Regions from separate parts of the Mus musculus genome. Here region 1 is linked to region 2. The links are chromatin contacts, called in public HiChIP or PLAC-seq maps. All regions are on one chromosome and are shown on one strand. The core of a region is the stretch at or near the end of the contact, and the rest is flanking DNA. Distances in the headings are between cores, read along the strand shown.

Region 1 (6,472 bases), core at 1,820-4,319, 530 kb before region 2:
TTATGTGAAGCCTGCAGGAGAGGCTTGATTTTAAATGCTAGTCTATTCTTCACAACCATGGTAACCTTCAAAGAATCACCCTGGTAATTTGATTTTTACATTCAAACAAGTGGGCCTTTCTCTGCATTTCTGGCTCCTATTGGCATACAATCACAAGTGTGGACATCTCTAGAAAAAAAAAAAAAGTATAAGGTGTCTTTATAAGTGAATCTGGGAACTGAGGTTAGCTGGAACAATCATGAGTCCTTGCTTTGGAAATAGAGCATGTGCTTTCTCTTTGTTATTGCAAGCCGAGATCGACTAACCCCAGAAGACATACATTGAGGCCTGTGGGCTATATTTAGTATTTAACAAACACATGGAAATAACAATTTACATAGAATAATTTTATATGAGTTAAATCAAACATAACCATTATTATCATTTAAAATATTTAAATATATGCAATCTATTTGTGCAGATTGAAATAAATAATTCATATATATAATGAATATCTTTAAATAAAAAGTAAATGGTTTTATGATTAATGGATAAAACTGGCTAGATCACTTAAGCTGTATGGGAAGAGATTGCTCATTAATAGATTTGGGCAGGAGAGTGGAAGGAAAAAAGATGACCTGGGACTATGTACCATAGCCAGAGGATTTTAAAAAGCAAAAGTGACATAAAATCTGTCGTAGAAGCAGAAAATAATTGACACACACACACACACACACACACACTGAATCCTATGGAAGATATATATATATTTTTTTTTTTAGTACACTGACCGTTTAACAAAGAGAAGCAATTTTGTAAGAGCTTGTCCTATATAAAACAATATAGTACTAAGCATAATAAATGGGTTTTCATTTGTTCTTTAATGTACAACTAGGAATAGATCGGGACTTTTATGGTTTGATCATTCTGATCGCCATTGGTTCAAGTCTGAAAAAAAATGTAGTGCAGAAACTGAATTGAGAAATCTATAGTGGAGTAACGTGGCAGCTACTTACAAGGCAGAAGTAATTGATAAGAATCAAGGGCAGAGTTTTTTTTCCCCCTAGGTAAAAGGATAGGACGCCTCCTGGGGTGAAGCATTTTGACGGTTTCATCAGGAGCATGATGCAAGACACCAGACTTGATGTCTTGATGCCATCACGTCCTGTAGTAGACACTCAAGTGCTGAATTGCCTTTCCTGGCATGGCCTTGTCCCAGCTGTCAGTACTCCAGTACAAAAATATCCCTTCTCCAACTAACATCAAGAGAGCATTAAATTGCATATACATTTACATAAATGCACTCAAAAGAATGGAGCAGCTCTGAAGACTGCAGTGCTACAAGATAGCTTGGGGGTGGGGATTAGGCAGAAAATCGACAATAGGCTTCTCAAGCCCCAGTGACATTTTGTATAAGATAATGGTTATCAGTTCCATTTCCCCAGCTTGCATCTCTTCTCCTTTATTCTTTCTTTCATAGTTCACATCCCTTTTACTTTTCTCTACCCTCTATGAACTAATGGGTCATGGCTATTTCTTCTTCAGAGATCTCCCTAAATGCCCCCCCTCCCTGTTCTAAGACCTCTGTCAGGGTTATGGAGTAGGTGGCCTAGAGTAGCTGTGTTTTCTTACTGCATGAGTTGGGGGAGAGAGAGAACCCATGAGACCTTAACCACAGACTGGACCACTATTAGCCTGATGACTTTGATGTTGCTCCTTCCTGTGCTAAGTAGCAGGAAGTGTTTACGTTATGAAATATGTTGGAGTCGCGGCAATAAAAGCCCCATAAATAAATGAAACGACATAAGGACAGTGGAACTGAACTCTGGTTAGCATTTGTTTGTAATCCCTTGGTGAGCTTCCTGGGTCATAATTGCTTGCTCTTCTGGGAGCAAAAGGAATCGGCAGCCATCGATTGTTACATGATGCTAAGGTTTTGCCTACAAAGCAAATCCTAAGAGTGACTAGTAGCTTGATTCTTATTGCAACTCTGATCTCCCCTTTACTACAGCCCTTAAAGCTGAGGGGTTTTGTAGATTTCCCAACATGCACCGCTGGGTCTTTTTAAGGAAGAGAAAAAGAATATTGTCAGATAATCTGCCAACACATTGTTGAAAAAGTAAAAAAAAAAAAAAAAGTTCAAGTCCTTTTATCTTTTTACTTAACTGATAACTGAGAGAAATCTAAATTGATCTCTGTTCAGCAAGTTCAGGGTTGCAGGAACCTGATCAATAATTTTAGCTGGAGCTTTGGGTCTAATATTCATGCCAATGATTGGGATCATAGCTATAGGACTTTAGCTTCTTACTATGTTTAAAACTCCTCTATTCAAGATTGTTGAGTTTTCTATATAAGTGATGACCTTTTACCTCGACATTTAATTTATTTTGGGTTGCAATTACAGTAATGCCTGACACCTGCGTTGCCATGCTTTTAATGGACTCTAAATAGAAAACCTTTACAATGTTGGATTCTGTGATATTTTGAGGATAGATTGTAATCTCATTCAGATAAGAAGTAGAGATTCTTGTCTTGCTGCTAAGAAACCTTAGGACTTTGTATATTTGTAATTTGTGTTGGGTTATTTCATAACCAAGATTAGGAATTCAGAGGGTTATGACACTGAGAGGCAGCACCTGCCAAACTCTCATTAATGCAGAGAAACAGACTCTAAGATATCATGTTATTTACCAGCAATTTTACAGAATTACATAATTCAGATGATATCTTAGTGTCTTCTGTGCTTTCTGCTGCATAATATATGTAATCAGATGATTTTTTTTCCTGTATTTCCAATTTGTAGTTCTCTTCAGTTGAGTTTATGGGTCAAATATTTATGGAAAATTTCAGTTTTAACCATCCATTTTTAAGCAGATTAACTTTGGTTAGAGAATATAGTTTTCCTTTAGAAAGGCTCTGTTCTTCAGAGATCAGTGAGAACTGAAGTGAGAAGGACAGTAGCTCCTTGGTTCTCAGGGTCCTTGGATTTAGTAGGGCAGAGTTGAGTTCCCAGACGTCTTCATTCTCTGTTGTTACTCTCTCACATGTTTACTGGAGGGTGACAGATCGTTAGACATTGATCATAGCATTTAATGTTCTCTGAACACATAAACACTACCAGATTAGTCATTGTCCTTTATGGGACTTGTATTGAAGCTGATTGTGAAATTGTGTGATTCACAAAGTCAGAGTTCTTTCGTTTGTATTCTCTGAGTCTATCATAGTCAATATTTAGGAAACACATCATTTCGTAAATTCTTCTCTAGTGTGTGACGTCCTCCCACAGAAGGACCCCAGACTTGCTATCTAGGGAACTCCAGCTGTCCGCCACCTCCCACCCATATGGGCCATATTCTCACCAGCTGGGACTAACCCTGGATGCTATTTTATTTCTTCCTTTGATTCTTTTGCTCTTTCTATTGCTCTCCCTTAAGTTTTTGTTCCTTGTAATCTCTAGCCTTTCCAAACTTTTCTCAGGCCTTGAGTGTAAACTTCTAAATAAGTTGTGGTCCCTTGTCCTCCAGTACCCTCTTGCTTGTTGCCTAAACTGCATTAGGACTTAACCCCAAAGATGACTCGTGGTGATCCCAGTAGACTGAGCATTTTCCAAGAGCCAGAGTTAAACCTAAATTCATTCCTTTGCCCTGGACAGTAACAAATGGAGTATTTTATATGGAATAGCCATGCCCTCTGCGTGCGCGCGCACACACAAACACACATACAAATAAGTATATGAATGCAGTAAATAAGTAAAATTTCACATTGCTGGGCTTTGAGGTATATATTCAGCCCTCAGGACATTGGTATAAAAGGATGAGGAAGGAGTTCAAGGTAGGCTGGACTTCTCAATAAGTCTGATGTCATCCTGAGCTTGATGAGACTGTCTTAGCAAGGAAAGGCAAAAGAACAACAACAAGAAGACTAACAAAGATTTATCATCATAAGGCGAAAAGGACTGTACCCCACAATGGGTTGATCATGTCTGCCCTGTCTCTGATGGCTGATAGCAAGCTCTTTCTTTGCCTCCATTTCTTCATTTGTAAATGGTGTTAACTGTGGTTTATTCATGATTCTGTGGGGGACCACATTAGTTCATGAATATTAAGCATTTGTATTAGTCTCTGCCTCACAGTGCTCTACAAAAAAAAAAAAAAAAAGAGCTACCATTTCTGAGCAGTTTTAAGACTTAACTTCACTTGTTTGAATTTGAAACTTTGGCATTACTGTTTCAGGCTTGAGAAAAAGGACGGGGCTTCCAGAGATAGGCTGATAAGTATGTGGCATAGTACTAATTTGGTTTAGTGTGTTTTTTCACTTTATGATTTGTGTTACCATCAATTCTGCATTGCCCTCACAAATTAGAAGAACAGAGAGAGACAGTCATTGGTCCACCTGCCAGTGAGATGATGAAGCAACCTGATTCAGGAAGTTGCTCTCATAGGCAGAGGGCCATGCATTAAACTGATATGTCAATCATGTGTGTATCTGAATTTACTTCTGTGAACTTTCACTACCTTAAAACGCTGTCAATCTAGAAGGTGATAAAGAGCTTCTCATAGCTGTGGGAGAAAAGAGTTAGAGTCCCCCGAATTCCATAATAATCTCACTCTCATAGGATGCAAGACCCATTATCAAGATGGGCTCTGTAAATGAAGAGATGGTTCATGCTATCAATGGCAACAGTGATTTTGAAGTCTCTGAGCTTTATTAAGTGAGATCAGGGAAGAACTACTAGCGTTTAAAGATAGGAGTGATCATACAGATAAGCTGGTCAGTGCATTTTCCTTGACTTACAAAAATTAAAATCCATAAGTGTGCAATCATTGGATCTTAGGTTCCACGTGTATAGTTAGTAAGCTTCAAGAACTGGACAACAAGGCCCTGAGATCAGAGGATGGTAGGATGACAGAGTCTGCCAGTTACTGGCCTCTTAATAGTTTGATCTGCTCAAAGATGAAATACTAGCTGTTCACTGGAATGTGAGGTGGTATTCTAGAAGCATAGAAATTTTTTGCCTAAGACATTTAGGACATAAGAAGACTAATGACTATGAAGAACAGAATCAGGCGTCCTCAGACCATGGGTGTTTCAATGTGATTCTTGGGAGCATGTCAGTGACCCTGAAGGATCATGGGTACTAATGTACCAAGGAAGGCCAAGGGCAAACTAAAGAAACATGCTGGGTACCTAGTGAATAGACTAGTTTGGTTGGTATACAGGGGTGGTTAGTCAACGGGTATCATTGACTAACCACATGTTCTATGCTGAGTGTTTAACATGTGTTATCTAATCTTCTCACAAATCTACAGTATAGGTATTTTCCTTCTTTTAGAAGTTCGTGAGACAGAGGAAATAAATGGTACAGAGACAGTAACACAATAGTCATGATATAGTACTAGTGTTGGTGATAATTGGAATAGAGTAAGGGAGTAGGAAATGAAGCACAGGTGTAAGCCAGGTCATAGAGACAGAATTCCTTGGAATAATCTAAGGTGGAAGGAAAGAAATGCTTCTGCTCACATTAGGACGTAGAGGTTGTTGAATTAATGAATCTCTCGATGGCAGCATCACCCATTTACTCCGCATGTAGTTACTAGGCTCGACGAAGTGTCTTTTGTGTTTAGTGTATAGAGTCAGTGGATTCGTGCTAGGAAATGACTGTTCCAACTTGCAGGGAACATGGCAATGCTTCTTCATGATGGAGCCCTCAGATAAGGTGAATCACTCTCCCCTTGGTATGATATAAAAATTAAAATTGCTAAAACATAGACTCCAAAGGCATTTTAAATTTACTTTTCAATGTTTGTTATTGCTGATGGACCTAACCCTTTAGGATGCATATCCCTTTTAATAGACACTAGAAACTTATGTGTTAATATGTATTGGAGTATAAAGATTACAAGTGGAATAACATATTAGGATTGTATTTATCCTATTACAGTTCATAGTCTCAGCCTAGGATGCATGTTCCAGGCTAATGAGCATTGTAAATTTCCTCTCCACCCCCCTTATGCACAGAATAGTCCAAGCTATCTATCCTTTGCGTTCAGTTCAGAATACGGCTTCTGAATTGCAGCTGTTACATGCAGCCTTGGCAGATAATTATTAATGTCATTCTCAATTTGTAGCTCTTTTCATCCATGGACTTTTGGTGATATCTGCACTTTGGTCTAAGAAAAGGGCTATTACAAAGCTGCACATGCCGTCCTGTGTGCATGTGCATAGCTTTGGATTTGCAAAGCTGGTCACTGAAGTGAGATAATGTAGCTCTGTGTGCTGTTCAAACACCAGCTATTGATGTCTGGAGTTTATTAAACATCTATAGCTTTAGATGTAAATCATCACTGCTAAAAAAATGAGTCATCTAGCTGCATATTTAACATAGTGATACTTGTATTAATACTATTAGTAAGCCATTTTTTAGAGTGAAAACTTTCAAAGTGCAGTGAAATAACCTCTGATAATTAAAGCAACCTATGAAAGTCAGTTCCCA
Region 2 (6,486 bases), core at 105-2,604:
GGGTTGGCACTGGGTGACAGGTTTATTGTTGGAGAGTTGAGCCTGTAGGAGGTAGTGTTTAGGACAAGAGGTCATCTCCAGAGTTAGGGCACCCAGTCTTGTCCTCTAAAGTACAAAATAAACTCTTCTTAAAATGTGGATCAGTGCTGGCCCCACAGTACACTTACTGGTCCGTGGGAAGCATCTCCAAATTGGTGGGCATCGAGTAATGGATTTTTATCTGAGGTTATGCACTAATAATTAATACCATGAGACACTGAAGCTTACTAGTCATACTCTGCCAACTTTATAATGTATGTAAAATATAACAGAGGGTAAATAGGACATATATGTGTGTGTTGAAATATCATACTAAAACCTATTATTTTGTACTAATATACACTGGTTGCAAAAGAAAAAAAAAGAGAGAGAGAGAGACAGAAGGGATGGCTCACTCCACTGGCTGCTCTTGCACAGGACTTGGGTTCAGTTCCCAGCACCAACAGGGCAGCTCATGACCATCTGTAACTCAGTCTCAGGAAATGGATCCAATGCCTTTTCCTGGCCTCTGTGAGCACACAGTGCACAGACATGCAGGCAAATAGACACACATAAAATAAATCTTTAAAAAAAAAAAAAAAAGAAAGAAATTCACGATGGCCCATTACTTTCTAAATTCAACAAAATGGTTCAAGTTCAATGGTTTCATAAATATATTTAACCCTCCTTCTCCTAAGGAAACTCAGAGTTTGGATACCAGCCCTGTTGCTTGGCAGTTATAGCTTTGGGAAAGGTCAACTTCTATACAATTGAGATAGATAGATAGATAGATAGATAGATAGATAGATAGATAGATAGATAGATAGATAGATAGATAAATTTATTTCTACCTCATATGGTGTTATGAAGATTAAATGGCATAAAATATCCAAAGTAGTTGTAACTATGTCTACATTCTAGAAACTACTCAGTCAGAAACACACAATTTCTTGACGTGGAGTTTTCTAAAATGTCATTTCTCTCCAGGAGTCTTTTCCCACACCATAACCCACTGGTCTCTGGGAAGAATCTCTGAGTGAGCCTAACAACGTCCTATACGGATGTGAAACAGTACCAGGCAACTCACTGTTGCAACAAAACAAAACAAAGTGACCGTTTGTGCTGTCTCATTTCAATGGCAGATCCAAACAGTATCTGTGCCACTTCTCCTTCGGAATTCTAAAAATGTGGAAAGCCCCAGTAATCAAACACCCTAAGAGAATGACTCAGCTGAAAGCCTGGATCTGCTCCAATCTAAGATCTGAGAAGACCTAGCTTATGCCCTGCCTCTGACACACAGGGACTTTCCTCCTGCCTCTGACCTGTGTCTTGTAACTGACCTTCAGCTTCAACTTCACAGCTATGTGGTCAATGTCCCTTGAAATGTCCACTCAGTCTGAATCAATTATTCATCAGCTTCCTAGGTGGTGCTGTGATGCAGTTGCCAAGTATGCCCTAATAAACATCTTGGTTACAGGAATGGGTTCGGTCTGACAATGCTAGAGTTGCATATATCCTTTCCAGGCACTATTATGGGCAATGATCCCCTCACCCCCACCATCACCACCACTTCAATGGTCAGTTAGTTTTACTGGAATGCTGTTGCTCTGTTCCACCTCAGAGAGCTGGAGACTTTTGTAGAATGGACAAATGTAAAATATCTACACAGTCTTGCTTCATGTCCCTCCAAGGGAAATAGGGGTCTGCTTCCAAAATACATGGACTGCAGCATCTTGGAGGCTTTAGTTGGAGAAAGAATAATGGCCTTCCTCCTGGGAAATTCCTGGTGAATTGGCATCATTGGAATTTCTTCAGCCAGCTGTCTTAATGACCCATACACCCCCCCCCCAAGATATCACTGTGTTAATTATATAGACTGAGCATATTTGAGATGATAATAATAGCATTACCCTCTGTTGACATGTCATTTCGGTTTCCTCTTACCTTTTGCACTATATATGCACATTGGAGTGTATGTCTGCGGGTGGGGGGTAGGGTGGTTGTATTCAGGCTCAAAAAAGTCTCCACAGTATATAATCTGTTCATTTTGAGTCAGTTACAGCCTACTCCTTAAATCATTTCCTTAATTGGTTCCTGATCTCCTTACTAATCACTGGCTGATGCACAATACTGCCACCTTCAGGTAGTTCTAGGAAATACCATTTGATAAGGGGGAAAAAATGTTAACATTGGTATGAGGCTGGAGTGAGTACCCACAAGAAATGGACAAAACAATATTTGTTTGCATTGCAAGCTGGGAAAGAAAGGACTGTGCTGTTGGGATGTCCCAACAATTGTGAGGAGGGAATTTTGGTTGTTTTAAGGGAAGCAAAGTAAAAGCAGGCATTTGTGAGAGTTCTTGGGGGTTTCCATGAGAGTGGGATGAGCGTCCCAGCTCCAAATGCTTAAGGAGCTGCTACTCAGAAATGAAATGTCAGCTGGCATAGCTTTCTCACTGTTGGCCACACTGCCTGAGATATGTGTGTTTCTGCGGACGTGCTTTTTGTCACCAAGGTCACTTTGAGGTCCTTCTGCCTCCTGGTTTTCTTTTGTGTCTGAATGTCACCAGTGTTCTTTCTGATGATCCCACATTAGTGTGCAATCAAAAGACATTTTTGTCCCACTCAGTGGGACTGCAAATGAATGGTGCAGCTCACAGAAGCCTAGGAGCATTTTGCTTTGATCTCTAAGTAGCTCAGCCTTCCAATGGCTCTGACTCTATCACGGGCACGTTCTGCTCAAATGTCTGCGAATCGGTGACAGCCATTAAACAAGTTGGAGCAGGCTCTCTGGTTAGGCACTGGCCAGGCAGGCTGGCCAGGAGCAATTCACCTTCAGCATGCTTTCCCCTCTTTCCTGTCCTGTGGAAGGTCAGGGAGCATCAAACCTGCCTCCCAGGCTCCTCCCACTCAGAACAGGTTTAGTGCAGCTACTGCTGTGCCCCAACTCTGGCCATCGGAGAGGATGAGCTTTTATTATTTTCAAATAATCTGTTTATCAAACTGTAAGGTGTTAATTATATTTCTTCCTTTGATGCATAGAAGACGATCAGAAATCCCAATCATCTCCCCCTGTTTTGTTCAGCTCATGCGATGTTACTATAGGTAAACATCTGCTTTCCTGGCTTTCTGTACAAAAGCTGATTTAATATGACCCACGAAATCCAGACTGCTCGAAACTTCCAAGCGACGTTTTTGGCTTCCCTTGATCATTGATCAGCACTGTCCCTGAAAGTGAGTGTTGAGCCAGCCAGCATAATGAGGGGAACAGAGGACCCATGGTCCTGATGGGAAGGGAAGGAACTTTCTACAAAGCAGAAAAGGGGAGACCTCAAGGGAGAAGATCAGGGTTTTGTCTAACCAATTACACTCTCATCGAAGAGTATTTTACACACATATCTGAAGTTCAGCCAAAAACTCGACTTGTTAGCTTTTATATTGACTGCTTTCTGGTCTAAGAATGTGTGTAACAGATAGGAGGGAGGATTACAGAAGGAAGAAACGGGAGAGTGAGAAAGAATTGGAGAGGGGGGAGAGGAGGAGGGAGAGAGGAAGGGAGGGGAGGGAGAGGAAGGAAGGGGAGAAAGGGAGGAAATGGGGAGGGGAAAGGAAGTGGGAGGGAGGAAGCGACAGGAGGGAAAGAGAGAGGGGAAGAGAGAGGGGAGGGAGAGAGAGAAGGAGGAAAGGGGGAGGGGAAAGGAAGTGGGAGGGAGGAAGCGACAGGAGGGAAAGAGAGAGGGGAAGAGAGAGGGGAGGGAGAGAGAGAAGGAGGAAAGGGGGAGAGGGAGGGTATGGGAGAGAGGAAGAGGGAGGGGGAGGGAGAGAGCTTAGTAGAAACTAGTATCTAAGCAGTATGACTGGCTATATGACTCTCTCAAGTCACAACCCCAGCCGCACACAGTGCTGAGACCAAACAACTCGGCCAAATGATCATTGTTTATCTTTTACATAAAAAAAAAAACATAAATCACTGGTTCTCTAATAAAAGAGGATGCTGAAAGGCTATTAGAGAACAGAATATAATCTTATAATGGCAGATAATTAGCTTGAAATATGTCTGGTACAGCAGTTTAGCTGAAGGATTAAAGGCTATTGCAGAGAATTCCAGCAAACCACAGTGCTCACAGTGGCAGGGTGAAATGGTGCAGCAGAGGGGAAGTGTCTTTCTCCCTGTATTACATTTGTCTCAGCATCCTATTCTGAATGCCTAATGTGTTTGCTTAAACTAATGACCACACTGAGTGCACTTAGGAGGCATAGTTTGAAGATTTGCATTTTAAATCTAGCTGACCCAGTCTCTTAATTGTTATCTATGTTCTGCATGAAGGCATTTTCTTTATGTACTGAGGGCTGAGCAGAATACAACACACTCAGGGGCCTTACCCATACAAAATCAAAGGCAGTGACTATGTGTTTGTGTCAACAAGAGCATATGAGATGCCCAGAAAACTGAAGCCAAGAGCTTCTGAATAAGGCATGGAAAGTAGTGCATAAGATCTATTAAGTTGGCACAAGTTTGTGAACCTAGAATCCCAGAGGCTCTGGACAGACAGCCCAAATCCCACCCAAGCTAGTCTGGATTATACAGCAAACAGTATCAAGAAAAAGACAAAATTGACACCAGCAAGAGTACCCATTGTCATCTTATAAATCCACTTAACATGTAATTGTGGCTGAGGTAAGAAACAGTGTCAAGAATAAATATCAAGTAATGGATTGGGGCCAAAGTATTAACTTTGCTATCCTGAGAGGAGTCTTTCATTCATGCGGGCCATTCATTATTCAGTCAGTCAGTCGCATAGTTCACAGACATTTATGGAACACTACAATGAGGCGTCCGAAGACAGAACAATGACAACTCAGAAGTCTTTCATAGTGTCCCCTGTGAGAAGTCAATTCCAGCCGGTGTCAGCAACTGGATTGTGCATGTTTGTGGGCAGGGGAGATGTTTTATCCATGTGACTAAATTCAAGTCACATACCCATTCATGAGTTTCCAGTCTGAGTCTGCAAGACTTTCCTGCATGTTGTTTTATTCCCCTAAAGGATATTATATATTTAAGCTAATTCTTAAACTACATCATAGGCCAGAAGACATTAATGTCTTCAAGCCCTTCAGGACTCCACATTAACAGTTGTCACCCAAACACCTTCCATAACTGATAAGCATAAACTCCTGTCCAGTCTTCATGACCCCATCATAGAAGAAGAGACAAATGGAAGCCACTTTCTGAGCAGAATGCTTTTTTAAATTAATTTTATTTTATTTATTCACTCTACAACCTAGTATCAGCCCCTCTTCTCCCAGTATCAGCCTCTCTTCTCCTCCCAGTATCCCCTTATATAAATCCTGCCCCTATCCACCTTAGAAGCTGAAACTCCCATCGGGGTGTCAGCCCCACACACACAATTCCCTATCCCTCTACCCCTCAACGCTGTGGATCCCACACCCATAAAGGGACAACCTTGTCTGGCCTCAGTGGGAGAGGATGTGCCTAGTCCCAAGGAGAAGGTTTTCTTTTGGCCATTTCTAGTTTCCTAAACTTTCCATGGTTAACAAACATCATTGAAAAGCCTGTGAGGTCGAGATCCCTAGGAGTGGGTAAAGGAAGCGACATTTGTTTGAGGGGTAAGCTTGGACAGAAAAGCCTGGGTTGTAGAGGTGTTGGTTGGGTTATAATGGAGAAAGTGAAATTATTTGAACAAAACCTGAGAACAAGCGCTCAAAAGCACTGCCCACTCCTCAGCCATCACTGAAGGATACTGGCAATTCTGCTGCCTTATGACTTTGCCATCAGGTGTATTTAAGCTCTTCTGCCTCTGCATTCTCAGATGCAACTAAACTTGTCAGATCAAGAGTGCTCTCAACTGACATTCTCTTCCCCTCAGCTGCTGTGCTTTCGACTCACAGATTTCCCTCTTGATGGTCTAAGCTGCCATTATAGCTTGTCTTCAGTTTTCTCATGTGCTCCCTGCCCCTAAACAATAAAGCTGTTTTTGGAGTAATCCATGCACCTAACCACCCCTGCAATATTGAGGAGCACTAGAGAGCTTTACAGCTCTATAGATAGTAATGATAAAACAAAACTTCAGAAATAGCCTCTTCCAGCTTACAGGGCCCGGCATGACGTTAACTTCCAGAGCTGTGACAGCTCTCAGCTCCGAGGACACAATATCCCAGGATTTACGGGTCTAATGAGAATGTAAATTGGAAAGGAGGAAACAAGGGGCACATTTGACCAAAGAAATATGTCTGCGGGTAAATATCTCTGCAATTTGCTCCATTCAGGCATATAACTATTATATAGTCATGGGTTTGGTTTCCTACTATGAAGCCCAAGGACTGAAGGGAAAAGAAAAAGAAGAGGTAAATGGAAGGAAGGAAGGAAGAATTTCCAGAGGGCCTGAATATTGAAGGTGGCGGGCAATTACTAGTATGGGCTTAGTAGTCACCCGCTGACTGGACAGTT

The links. HiChIP or PLAC-seq counts read pairs in DNA pulled down with a chosen protein or histone mark.
Region 1: a contact with region 2 is called in an H3K27ac HiChIP or PLAC-seq map of the NIH/3T3 cell line, with 4 times the contacts expected there. The contact joins two enhancer-like sites. A contact is called at or near these places in 3 of 115 datasets of contacts at active chromatin or transcription factors (the NIH/3T3 cell line, embryonic fibroblasts and neural tube).

The regions. Positions count from the first base shown.
Region 1 is chr8:31,904,483-31,910,954 of GRCm38.p6, reverse strand. The region is part of intron 1 of Nrg1 (neuregulin 1); the gene reads left to right. Among named protein-coding and RNA genes, the nearest start is that of Nrg1, 11 kb to the left of the region's middle. Within about 2 kb of position 3,069, at least 10 of the 459 cell types and tissues checked have an H3K27ac peak or open chromatin away from gene starts, as enhancers often do. A contact at or near this core is called in the NIH/3T3 cell line, where this site is marked.
Region 2 is chr8:31,368,214-31,374,699 of GRCm38.p6, reverse strand. The region is part of intron 1 of 7420700N18Rik (RIKEN cDNA 7420700N18 gene); the gene reads right to left. Among named protein-coding and RNA genes, the nearest start is that of 7420700N18Rik, 3.7 kb to the right of the region's middle. Within about 2 kb of position 1,354, at least 78 of the 459 cell types and tissues checked have an H3K27ac peak or open chromatin away from gene starts, as enhancers often do. A contact at or near this core is called in the NIH/3T3 cell line, where this site is marked.